Linked DNA regions of Mus musculus: region 2 is linked to region 1. The links are chromatin contacts, called in public Hi-C maps. All regions are on one chromosome and are shown on one strand. The core of a region is the stretch at or near the end of the contact, and the rest is flanking DNA. Distances in the headings are between cores, read along the strand shown.

Region 1 (5,312 bases), core at 2,476-4,975:
GTCCCCTAAACATCACCAAACCATGTAATGGGGAGATGTCTATATTACTACAAATAGAGGAGAACCCATCCGCATGATTACATGCACTCTGAAATAGCATTTCTGCTTATCTAAAATAGCCAATCAGCTTTCAAATCACAAATCAGGACAAATTCCGTTTATATTAAGCATATAAGGAAACTTATATGCTTAATTCTCTGGGATGTTAAGAACAAACCATGAGGTATGCCTATGTCATATTCTTTCTGAAAATACTGATCTGATTTGTGATTAAATGTAAACTGAAAAGTCATTGAGCAGTATAATTGAAATTGCTCCAGGTAGACTTCTAGAGATACTATGTCACAGACCTTCGTGGTAAGGTCCCTTGAGCTACCTGTTGCTTCTTTCATACTGGTGGTCTGAGTATTGAACGTTAAAACCTGTCACTGTTTCTGAGTACAAGTAACAACAGAGACTGGCTGTCTACACAGTAACACATGGGACATGCAATGACATCTTCAAGAGAAACAATGTTAAGCATCTATTTAAGATTAAACATGGATGTTATTACCACCATCTGCAAAGCCCGTTGCAGTGATAATGGGTATAGCCACCATAATTAGTCCACAGCTGCTCCACACATACTTCATCAAGAATTGTTCTATCATGATGTACCATAAACGTTTGGATAAAATCAGGTTCATCTGGTAAGCTAAAGCCTTGTAACATTTCTGCAGCTGCTTCATTTCTACCTAAAAAGGGGGAAAAAAAGGATAAGAATAAATCCAGCATGAGCTATGGAAATAAACAGTGGCATCGCGTAAGATTCTCTTCCATGTTGTAGATATATTATTTTGCTGTTTTTAGTATAGCCATTGTTGATACATTTCTACAACTAATACATGTAACTAGACACCAGAATTAGTCATAATTTAGTATTACTTATGAAAACATGTTATCTGGTACATGTAATATTGTTTGAAATACACATGAGTGAGACAGGAGCCTAGCTCAGTGTCAGAACGCTACCCATTGCTAGCATAATAAGGCATTGGGTATACTTCTCAACAGTTAGAGAGAAAGAAAGAGAGGGAGGGAGAAAGAGGGAGAGAAAGGGAGGGAGGGAAAAACTTATACTTTTAAAATTTTAAAATTTAAGATGTTAAAATTAAATAATATTTTATGACGATACAAGTAAGCCTTGTTAAACCCATATCACTCTTGAGAACACCAAAAATAACCAAAACCAAACACAACGTGTATAATTATACTGTTTTGAACTGGCTTAGTTTCCCAGATTTTGTCTTTTGAATGAAGAATCTACTAATTTACACTGAGCTCAATGTTTCAAACAAACAAACAAAAAAAATAAATAAATAAATCAGGACACGGCACACATAGCAAATACCAAGTAGGAATAGAGGTCCTAAATTAGTTTAGATTTTTTTTCCTTCGGATTGCTTCTGTGATTGAGAAAGAAACAATGATAATTCTTGATGCTTTAAAGGGAACGCCATTCTGCTTGGAAATTAAAATATATTTAAAAATACTCCTCTCTATCTTGCCAAACCATTGGTATTGTATTTCAGATGTCCTCACCCCCAATTTATACCATACTCAACATTGTGAAGCCACTATAAGACACTACGATTTTACATAACTGGGCTAATTATTCGACTGTTGAAGATCGGTACCATTTAAAAATAGCACCGCGGTGCTCCTTCCTACTCCTGTCCTCGCTAATCTTAGTTTTTACTCCTCTCCTAGGCAAAATTTAATTATCTCTGTCAAAATTATGTCCTCAGCCAAAGTTAAAAGTAAAGGCCATTTCGTGAGACACTCCTCTACATTTCCTCATCTGCACACCACTCTCATTGATCAGTCTTGCAAAAGTGTCTGAACTGTTTTTTTCTTTGAAAGCAGTTCTCGCCCCCTCCCCATCCCCCAACACAAAAGAACGACAAAGGATACTCCAACATCTCCCTCTCAATCCAAAGAAGTTTACTCTCAGTTCCTAAAAGTGCATGGACTTCACAATGTGCAGAACCCTTCACCAAGTTAGTACTTAAGTTTTAAGAAAAAGCCTTTGAGCTCATTCATTACAGTCACACTAGAGTAACAGAGGCTATGAAGACCGCTTACTTAAAAAAGAATAGACATTTTATTCTCATGAAACTTCAGAGAAGTTTGGACTCTTTCATTCTCTCCTGGCTGGCGATTTAAAGGGCTCATGTATTTTAGCATGATTTAGCTACGGGGACGGCGGGTGGGGGTGGAGCGGGGGGCACGGGGACTGTAAAATGCTCAGAAAGTGGGTCTGTCAACAAGACAACAGATGGTATCTGGCAGTGCAGTGGCTGCCTGAACAGTCTCACATTTCACCCGTTGCTTTAATGCCTGTCTTACCTTATGTCCTCTGTAGAAGGCAATTTCTTCTACATTGGCTATGATTCGGGAGTGGACATACCGCAGGTAGCCTTTCCTGTGGGCTTCTTCAGCCACCAGCGAACCAAATTTGGGCGAGCAAGCTTTCAGTACTTTAGCAGTGGCATACACGACAAGTCCTGCTAACAGGGTGGGCCCTATAGGGCTTGCTCCTCTGGATGTAGCTGTCCGGATGAGAGTATAGGAGGTTAGAATGACATCTAAAATAGGTTTGGTAAGGTTGGAATACAGGTGAGCCACAGATTGCGAGAACATCATAATGTCTTCGGTAAGAGACTGGTCAGGGTTTGCCAGCCTCCCATCCATATTTATCACCTTATAATAAGTCTGATTTGCGAAATAGGTCTCATAGGCATGGTCTACTAAGCGAGTTCTAAAGGCCAATGCCAGTTTGCATTCCAGGTACCTGATAGCACTGTTGACAAAGGTAGCAGGGATAGCAATCATAAGCCACTTGATTAATTTGATGATGAAAGTCCGAGGCTTCTTTTCCACGATGCTTTTCACGATTTTCCCATCCAGACCAGCCACATAAATAGAGAGAAATGTTCTTGAGATTAGAGCCACCGAGTGGAGGCAGAGCCACCCCGTTTCAGTGGTCACAAGTTTTGGAAAGAGGATTTTCCGAAGTTCTAGTAGCTGTTTGAAAAAAGCTGCATTTAGTCCCGGCGCAGGTTTTTTACAGATGATCTCCGTGCAATGCAGTATTTCTCTGTTCTCTGCAGGCGAGTAAGCTTCTGCTTTTGCCTTCCTGTGGCCAGGCTGCTTTAAACGCTTGCCAATGATGGGATAGAGGGTTTTCAGAGCATATGCCGCAGCCACCAGGCAGGCAGCCCTTTTAGCAGCACCGGATCTGGTCCATTTCACCCGATAGGCTGCTGCATTTAGCATGTGTATCATTTTTCCAGCTACACAAATGGGTTTCTTTGAAAAGAATTCGTTTTAAAAGCTCATGCTCCGCGGAAAGCCCAGCAAAGGTTTCAGAAGACCCCACAGCCTCCCATGCTCTGCAGCTTGTCTCCTTTACTCTTATTTTGTTCTTCAGTGACGGATGCAGCAAAGCACAAACTCCACCGCATCCTCCGGGGGCGAGTCCCTCAGCAGCCAGAGCTGGCCAGGCTCCACCCACAGGCGTCTCATTGGCTGCGTGGGCGGTGAGACCCTGGACTCCTGGCCTCTTCCCTTTGAACCTTAAAAACGAAGAGAGAGCCAAAACAAATCCTATACTTAAACAGGAGTTCAGAGAGTTAAATATCTATTTCTGGAGAGGTCGAATGAGGTCAGCTGCTGGAGAACAAACCTTCCCTTAGAGCTACTGAGCATGCTCAGCGGCACTTAGAAACCCTCAGAAGTTTCAGAATATACATCCCGTCTCTAAGATTTCTACAAAGGGGAAGGCAGAGGGAAGGAAGGATTGCAGCAGCTTTAATGAGCCCAGAGAGAAAGAAACAGCGAGAGGAGGGAGGAGCCTCAAGAGGATTAACGGAACCGGCCCAGGGAAAGGAGTCAGACAAGAGAGTGATAACAGCGAGAGGCATAAGACAAAATAGCAAACATGTATCCTTGAGAATGTTTTGTTCAGAAGATGTTGTCCCCCCCCCCCCTCACTCCCGCCCTTCGCCCTTGTTTCGACTCTCCCCAGATATTCACAGAAACTATTAGATTGGCTGCTATTGTAAATAAGCTGGAGGCGAGCTTGGGTATTACAGAAAACAGTCACTCAGAGCTACACCCAGAGTTCTTCCCCAAGATCCCTTGGTACTAACTTGTCCTGATAATAAAGTTCTTTCTGCTCCACGATTATGTTTAGCAATGTTATCTGACACATTAATATTTGCTTACGAAGTGACTTAAAAATCTCCCTTGTGTTTTGTTTGTTTGTTTGTTTGTTTTTGTTTGGAGGTAATTTAAGAATTTTATCAGCTGGGAAATCGAACTGGGATCCTATGATGGAAAACAATTTTTAGGAAGCATTTCTTCAAGACTTTTTTTTTTTTTCTTCATGTTTTTCTTTAGGCTCAGAGATAATCTGCTGGCTTCTTCCTATGAACATTTTTGCTGTTTGACAACAATCAAGAAAGTTTAAAAATTATTCACATTCCCAGTGGAAGGCATAAGGATCAATAGTCAAGCAAAACTTTGTATAATTTTTAATAAATTGAAGGTCTTTTTTTGAAGGCAAGGCAAAGGTGATTTTGCATGATAGAGCCTTTCTCTGCTCCTCTCTTCTGTCTTTCCAACGACTGGCTTATCCTGAAGGTGTGCATTTAAGCCAGAGCCCAGCACAGTTAGGTAGAACGGCTTATTTTAACCTGCTAGTGTTATTTGACCCTTAAGCTAAGCATCATTTTATACTTGGGCCTTATTATGCACAGACTCTCCCTTTTGATCCTCCATAGTAGTTCCAGGGCAGGAGTGCACTTTGACACCCCCACATCTGTCCTGATTTAAAGAAGTGAAAGATAGCTACATGGTGATTGTCACATCACAACGGGTCACTTGTGTGTTCGTTACTAGTCCTCTCTGTGCTTCAGCTTTGCCTTCTATCTGTAAAATGGAAACGATGCTATTCTGGGAAGTGGGTGTAGACATTAAATAAAATAGTCAGTTGTTTAAAAAAAAACATTGTATATAGAAGTCTGCAAACCTCCCTGCTAGAATATGTGCCCCAATGTCTTGTGATCGTTATTGTTCATTAGACATGAGTCAAAGAATTGCCTTTACCAAGAATGATTTTTAAAAAACAGTATTCTTTTGAGCTCTTTGGCATACATATATTAAATCTAAGAATTGTTTGTTATCCAGAGGTCTTTTATTTGCATCCAACTTAACAGATGTACCAACATACAAATGACACATATCTTTGGTATTTGGTCATATTAGCA
Region 2 (5,042 bases), core at 1,814-4,313, 220 kb before region 1:
GTTAGAAAACTTTCCCCCACTTATAGAATACTGTTGTATAAAGCAGGGGACTCTTTTTTTTTTTTTTGTTTTGTTTTGTTTTTTGTTTTTTTGAGACAGGGTTTCTCTGTATAGCCCTGGCTGTCCTGGAACTCACCCTGTAGACCAGGCTGGCCTCGAACTCAGAAATCTGCCTGCCTCTGCCTCCCGAGTGCTGGGATTAAAGGTGTGCGCCACCACGCCCAGCTTAGCAGGGCACTCTTAGAGAACAGAGGGACTCACTCACATCTCGCTTGCGCTGATCCTTCTTCAGCTGAGCGATTTCCCGGTTCCTTCGAGATTCTGTCAGCCGGGCTTTCTCCTGCTCTTCTTTCATCTGCTTCATTAGACGAACCTAAAATACGGATATACATTGTTGAATATCACTCCAGCACCAGATCCATGCAGTAGATCACACAGGTGGGAGTTCTTTTGTTCCAAATAATTTATATTGAAGCATGTGGCATCTACTCTATATTTTAGTCGATGATTGTTTCGGGTAATCTTATTTCCAACTTTTTTTTTCTTTTCTTTTCTTTCTTTTTCTTTTTTTTTTTTTTTTTTGCCAAAGTAATTAGTGCTCTACAATGCAGATTGGATACTTACTATCAGTAGCTGTGTGAGCCTGAACAAGTTATATATCCTCTGTAGGCTTTGACTTTCTCACCTACAATATCCTTGTGTACTATGAAAACTCAACAGGTTGACACCTGAAAGTGCTTATACAAGAGCGTAGTAAAGGGAACAACCTAATAGATATGGCTATTGCTACTACGGCGACTGTACAACATAATTTCCTCACGTCTTCCAACATCTCCATGTGGTTATGTAAGGAGACGACTTGATTTGGGTACACGATTAACAATAATCGATCCCTGCATAGAAACAGATGCAAGCATTCCCACAGTCCCCTGTTCCTCCGTGCTTGAGACCTTTACACCAAACTCTAGAGATTAGCTTGTGCTCTTGGTGAAGGAGAGTAAGATCGATCAGAGAGACAGACCCAGGAAGCATCTGTTCACATCTTAAACCGGCCGTAAATATTATGGGCTACTTTTGTATTGACTCAGGAACGAACCACAAGAACAGCTCTGTTCCAAGACATCCAGCCCGTGGCCATCGGAGCTGAGCAGGAGTAGTCGAGGTACCTTGGTTTTCTTCATTTCCATGACGTCTTGCTGCAGTTTCTTGAGCTGCTTTTCATACTGAGACTGGTTTTTGAGGAGCCTGGCGTGCTCCTTTTGGGCCGTCTGCAGTCGCTGCAGCTCTTTGTTCATGGCGTGGAGCTTCTTCTCATATTCGCACTTCACTTTCTTGGCCTTTTCTTCCGAGTATGACTCCACCGAGCCTGGGGGTGAGGAAGTAAACGCATTGTTTTTTTGAGACACAAGAATTTATTTAGAGACTCGGAACACCCAGTTCCTGGGACACAATGATGCCGGAGCCCTCAGAAGTCACCGCTCATTTCTGTTACGTCATGGACATTTACTAATGACTAAGGTTTTGGGCTCCAGCGCCCTGAGTAAGGATGGAGACTCTGCAGGAGACCCACCTAGGTTCTGGAGCACCTGGTCCCTCTCCAGCTGCGTGTCCCGGATCTTATGTTGGAGCATCATCAGCTTCTCCTCGTACTGCTTTTTCAGGGTCTGCAGCCGTTTCTGGCTGTTCTCCAGTTCGTCGATCAGCTTCTGCTTAATCGCAATCTCGCAGGTGATATTTGCTAAGTCGGCTTGATAGTTAGCTATCCACAGAAGAGAAGAAAAGCCCGAAAGTAGGCTGAAAGATCATCACGGCCCAAAACAAGAGTGAAAAGCTGTTATCTACATTCAAGAAGTCACTCAGCAGCCTTGTGGGAAAATTTTCTGGACATACCATAGTCTAAAAAAGATAGACTGTTCACACTGGCCAATAGCAGATACTGCGCATACTGAAGACATGTGGAAATCACATAACAACCAAATCTAGCACAGAAAGGAACAGCTCTCTTGCCTAGAGCATGCATGAGGCTAGGGTGGTCTTACAAGTCATGAAGACTGTTTTCATTGGTGAGGAAATCAAAAATATTGAGTTTTCTACTAAAACCTAAATAGCTTCCCAATATGCTTTTTCTGTCTTCGTGCTAAGGGGGCAGTACCTTTTTCATCAGATTCGGAATCTGATTCATCAGAGCTTTCTTCTCCTTCAATGTCATCCTCTTCCTCCTCGTCCTCTTCCTCCTCTTCCTCATCCTCGTGGTCACTCACTTCTTGATTCTCTTCCTAAAATGGGAAGCATTAATAGCACAGCATTGGCAAGGAAATCTCAGTAAAAGAGATGCTGGAGCACACACCACAGAAGCACAAGACTGTGTGTGTGTGTGTGTGTGTGTGTGTGTGTGTGTGTGTACACTCATGTGTGGTGTGTGTGTGTGTATGCTCATGTGTCGTGTGTGTGTGTGTGTGTGTGTGTGTGTGTCTGTGTCTGTGTGTGTCTCTGTGCATGCTTATGTGTATGTATGGTATATGTGTATGTGTCTGTGTGTGTCTCTGTGCATGTTCATGTGTGTGTGTGGTATATGTGTTGTGTCTCTCTGTATATGTGTGTGTGTCTGTGTGTGCATGCTCACGTGTGGGTGTGTGCACAAACGTTTATACATGCCAATGCCAGAGCAGGATGTTTAACATTTTCCACAATATTCCCTTCCACAGGGCCTGTCATTGAATCTAAACTTGCTCCTTTGTTCAGTCTGGCTGCTCAGCGAACTCCCAGAAACCATCTGCCCTGACACACCAGCTCGGGTTACAGGCCATGCCCAGCTTTTCCAAGGATGCCAGGGGACCCACCAAGCCACCTCCACAGACAATGGATTTTGCTTTCCTTTAGTTCAAAAATCACTTAACAGAGTTTCAGATTATTACACAATAACTGCCTTAAAAAATTCTTTATCTCTCATGGTATCCTATCTGCATGAATACACAATTTTCACAAAGTTCACAATTGAGGAGAAAAGTCCTCGGGCAAAGAGGGAACCGTGGCTATGGTAACCACCTCCCTTTTGTTCGCATAATTAAGTTAATGACTACAACTCAATTCGTGTTTATTGTCCGGTACTCACCACGTCTAGCTCATTGTTTTCTTTCTCTGAAACACCCTTTTCTTCTTTCTTCTCCTGGTCAGTGTCTGCATTATCGTCTTTCCCGGCAACACTTTAAAAAACAGAAAGAAAGAATATGAGATAAGAACAAGGGGCAAGTCTTTATTTTTTTTCCTCAGATTTTTTTTTAAATCAACAATTTGTAAAACCCAAAATGAAAAGATAATCACCCAGCTAAGCCAGGTTGCCCTGTCTGACGATTAAAGAGAACCCAATATCACCACTTGACCAACCATGTAAAAGTTTACATGACTAAAGAAAGTTTAGCTTCTAGAAATACTGACAACAGGTCCTAGAGTGAAGTATTAGATCTAAAGAGACAGCAAACTAACATCACAGGAGTAGGCAATTAATTACAACGCAGAACAATCTAAACGAAAAAGAATCCAAAACGGGAAGTTCTGACTCCCCATCTAAATTCACTGCTAGTATCTTAATCTAATTCTTGCTAGTATCCTAATAATTTTAAAGGTTCAAAGTCACCATGGCCACGGTGAGCTTGCCTCTATGGGCTGTATCCATCACTTCTGGGTTTCTTTTTGTTCCCCTGCCGCTTAGGGCGTTTGCACAGCAGAGGGTGATTTTGCGTTCTATTCTCACAGAGTTGGTCTTCGATTCCAAAACTTGTCTGAAGTTCAGGCTGCGCTCTGACTGAATAAAAAATGTCTAGGGTCTACCACAAGTTTCACCATAAAAGCCTGACGACTTCTCCAGTTGCCCGATGCCTACAGACATAACCGCACAATGATACGAGACAATAGTCAGGGCTAAAGTCACTGAGCCCTGGGAGTCTTAAGTGAAGGTGGCCGAGGACAGGGAGTGAATTTTTGAAAATCCCAATCACTCTGCTCCCTCTTGGGTTTACCATGCACGACAAACTATGCACAGAAGTTACACTTCGGCTCACTAGACTCCTGCGTTTAAGCAAAATAGCCTTAATACAACAAATCTTAAATAACCCATATGGTCTGTGTTACAGTGGAATTTTAAAATCATTAGGATTAAAAAAGAACATTCAAATAAAGCAATATTTCCAAACAAAATTCCTCTAGAAAGAGTTTTATGATTGCCACTGTTTTTGTTAGACAGTCTGCTTCATTAAAGAACTTCCTGATTGGTACTGGGGCCTATTTCTAGGTTATAAGTAAATAATTTGACCTCATTTGGGCTCTGTTATTATTAAATTCTAACATTTAACTCCAGCTCCCTATTTTACATATATTTTAATACTCAGAACAATAAGAATATAAGTGGGTTTTTTTTCCTCATAAGTAATTTCCCGTTTTTATTTGTTTACGTGATTATTTATTTGATCTGTCACTCTCACTGAACTAAAAGTCTCTTGAGAATAGATTCACATGAGTTTGGCTTATCATTCAATTAACTACCCAGGGCCTGCACACAATAAACTACACTACTGTCTATTAAATAGGTCACTCCTGCTGAGTTACATGAATACCTGGGGTTGAGTAGTCCTACGTACCTCGCGTACCTAACGTTGGAATGGGAAAGTCTGATTTGAAATAGAAAGATGCATAGAACACAGTTTGGGTTTTGGAGTGAGAAGTAAAAGCCAGTAAGAAAGGCAGTAAAGTCCAGTCAAATAAACTGCAGCAGACTTTTATGAATGCCATTAAATCACTGTACTGGAGGAAACTACACCGGGAGAAAGGTAGGAACCACTCAGAGTGAAGAGTTCTGACAAACCCAACCTCAGTAAAAGGCCAGTTACACACACTCACACACTACTGTGCTAGAGGCTGACCCAAGATTTAAGACACCAAGAGGATGTGTGGGGAAAGGGAGCACGTTTCTCATTAGGTCTCCTCCTCCTCCTCCTCCTCCTCCTCCTCCTCCTCCTCCCTGTTGTGGTCCTCCTTCTTACTGATGC

The links. Hi-C and Micro-C count contacts between places; a contact is called where the count stands out from the background.
Region 2: a Hi-C map of nephron progenitors shows a contact between it and region 1, with 2.5 times the contacts expected there. The contact joins the enhancer-like site here to the promoter of Abcd2 in region 1. A contact is called at or near these places in 2 of 39 promoter capture datasets (liver and neural stem cells), 2 of 484 Hi-C or Micro-C datasets (cerebral cortex and nephron progenitors), 2 of 115 datasets of contacts at active chromatin or transcription factors (embryonic basal ganglia and embryonic midbrain) and 1 of 9 other capture datasets (liver).

Annotation. Positions count from the first base shown.
Region 1 is chr15:91,188,282-91,193,593 of GRCm38.p6, forward strand. Abcd2 (ATP-binding cassette, sub-family D (ALD), member 2) reads right to left here and starts at 3,726. Exons shown (of 10, transcript NM_011994.3): 1 at 2,389-3,726; 2 at 554-734. The coding sequence starts at 3,327.
Region 2 is chr15:90,969,513-90,974,554 of GRCm38.p6, forward strand. It overlaps Kif21a (kinesin family member 21A), which reads right to left. Exons shown (of 37, transcript NM_001109040.2): 13 at 3,113-3,203; 14 at 2,153-2,276; 15 at 1,571-1,759; 16 at 1,167-1,366; 17 at 266-373. Among named protein-coding and RNA genes, the nearest start is that of Gm36618, 56 kb to the left of the region's middle. Within about 2 kb of position 3,064, at least 22 of the 459 cell types and tissues checked have an H3K27ac peak or open chromatin away from gene starts, as enhancers often do. A contact at or near this core is called in nephron progenitors and neural stem cells, where this site is marked.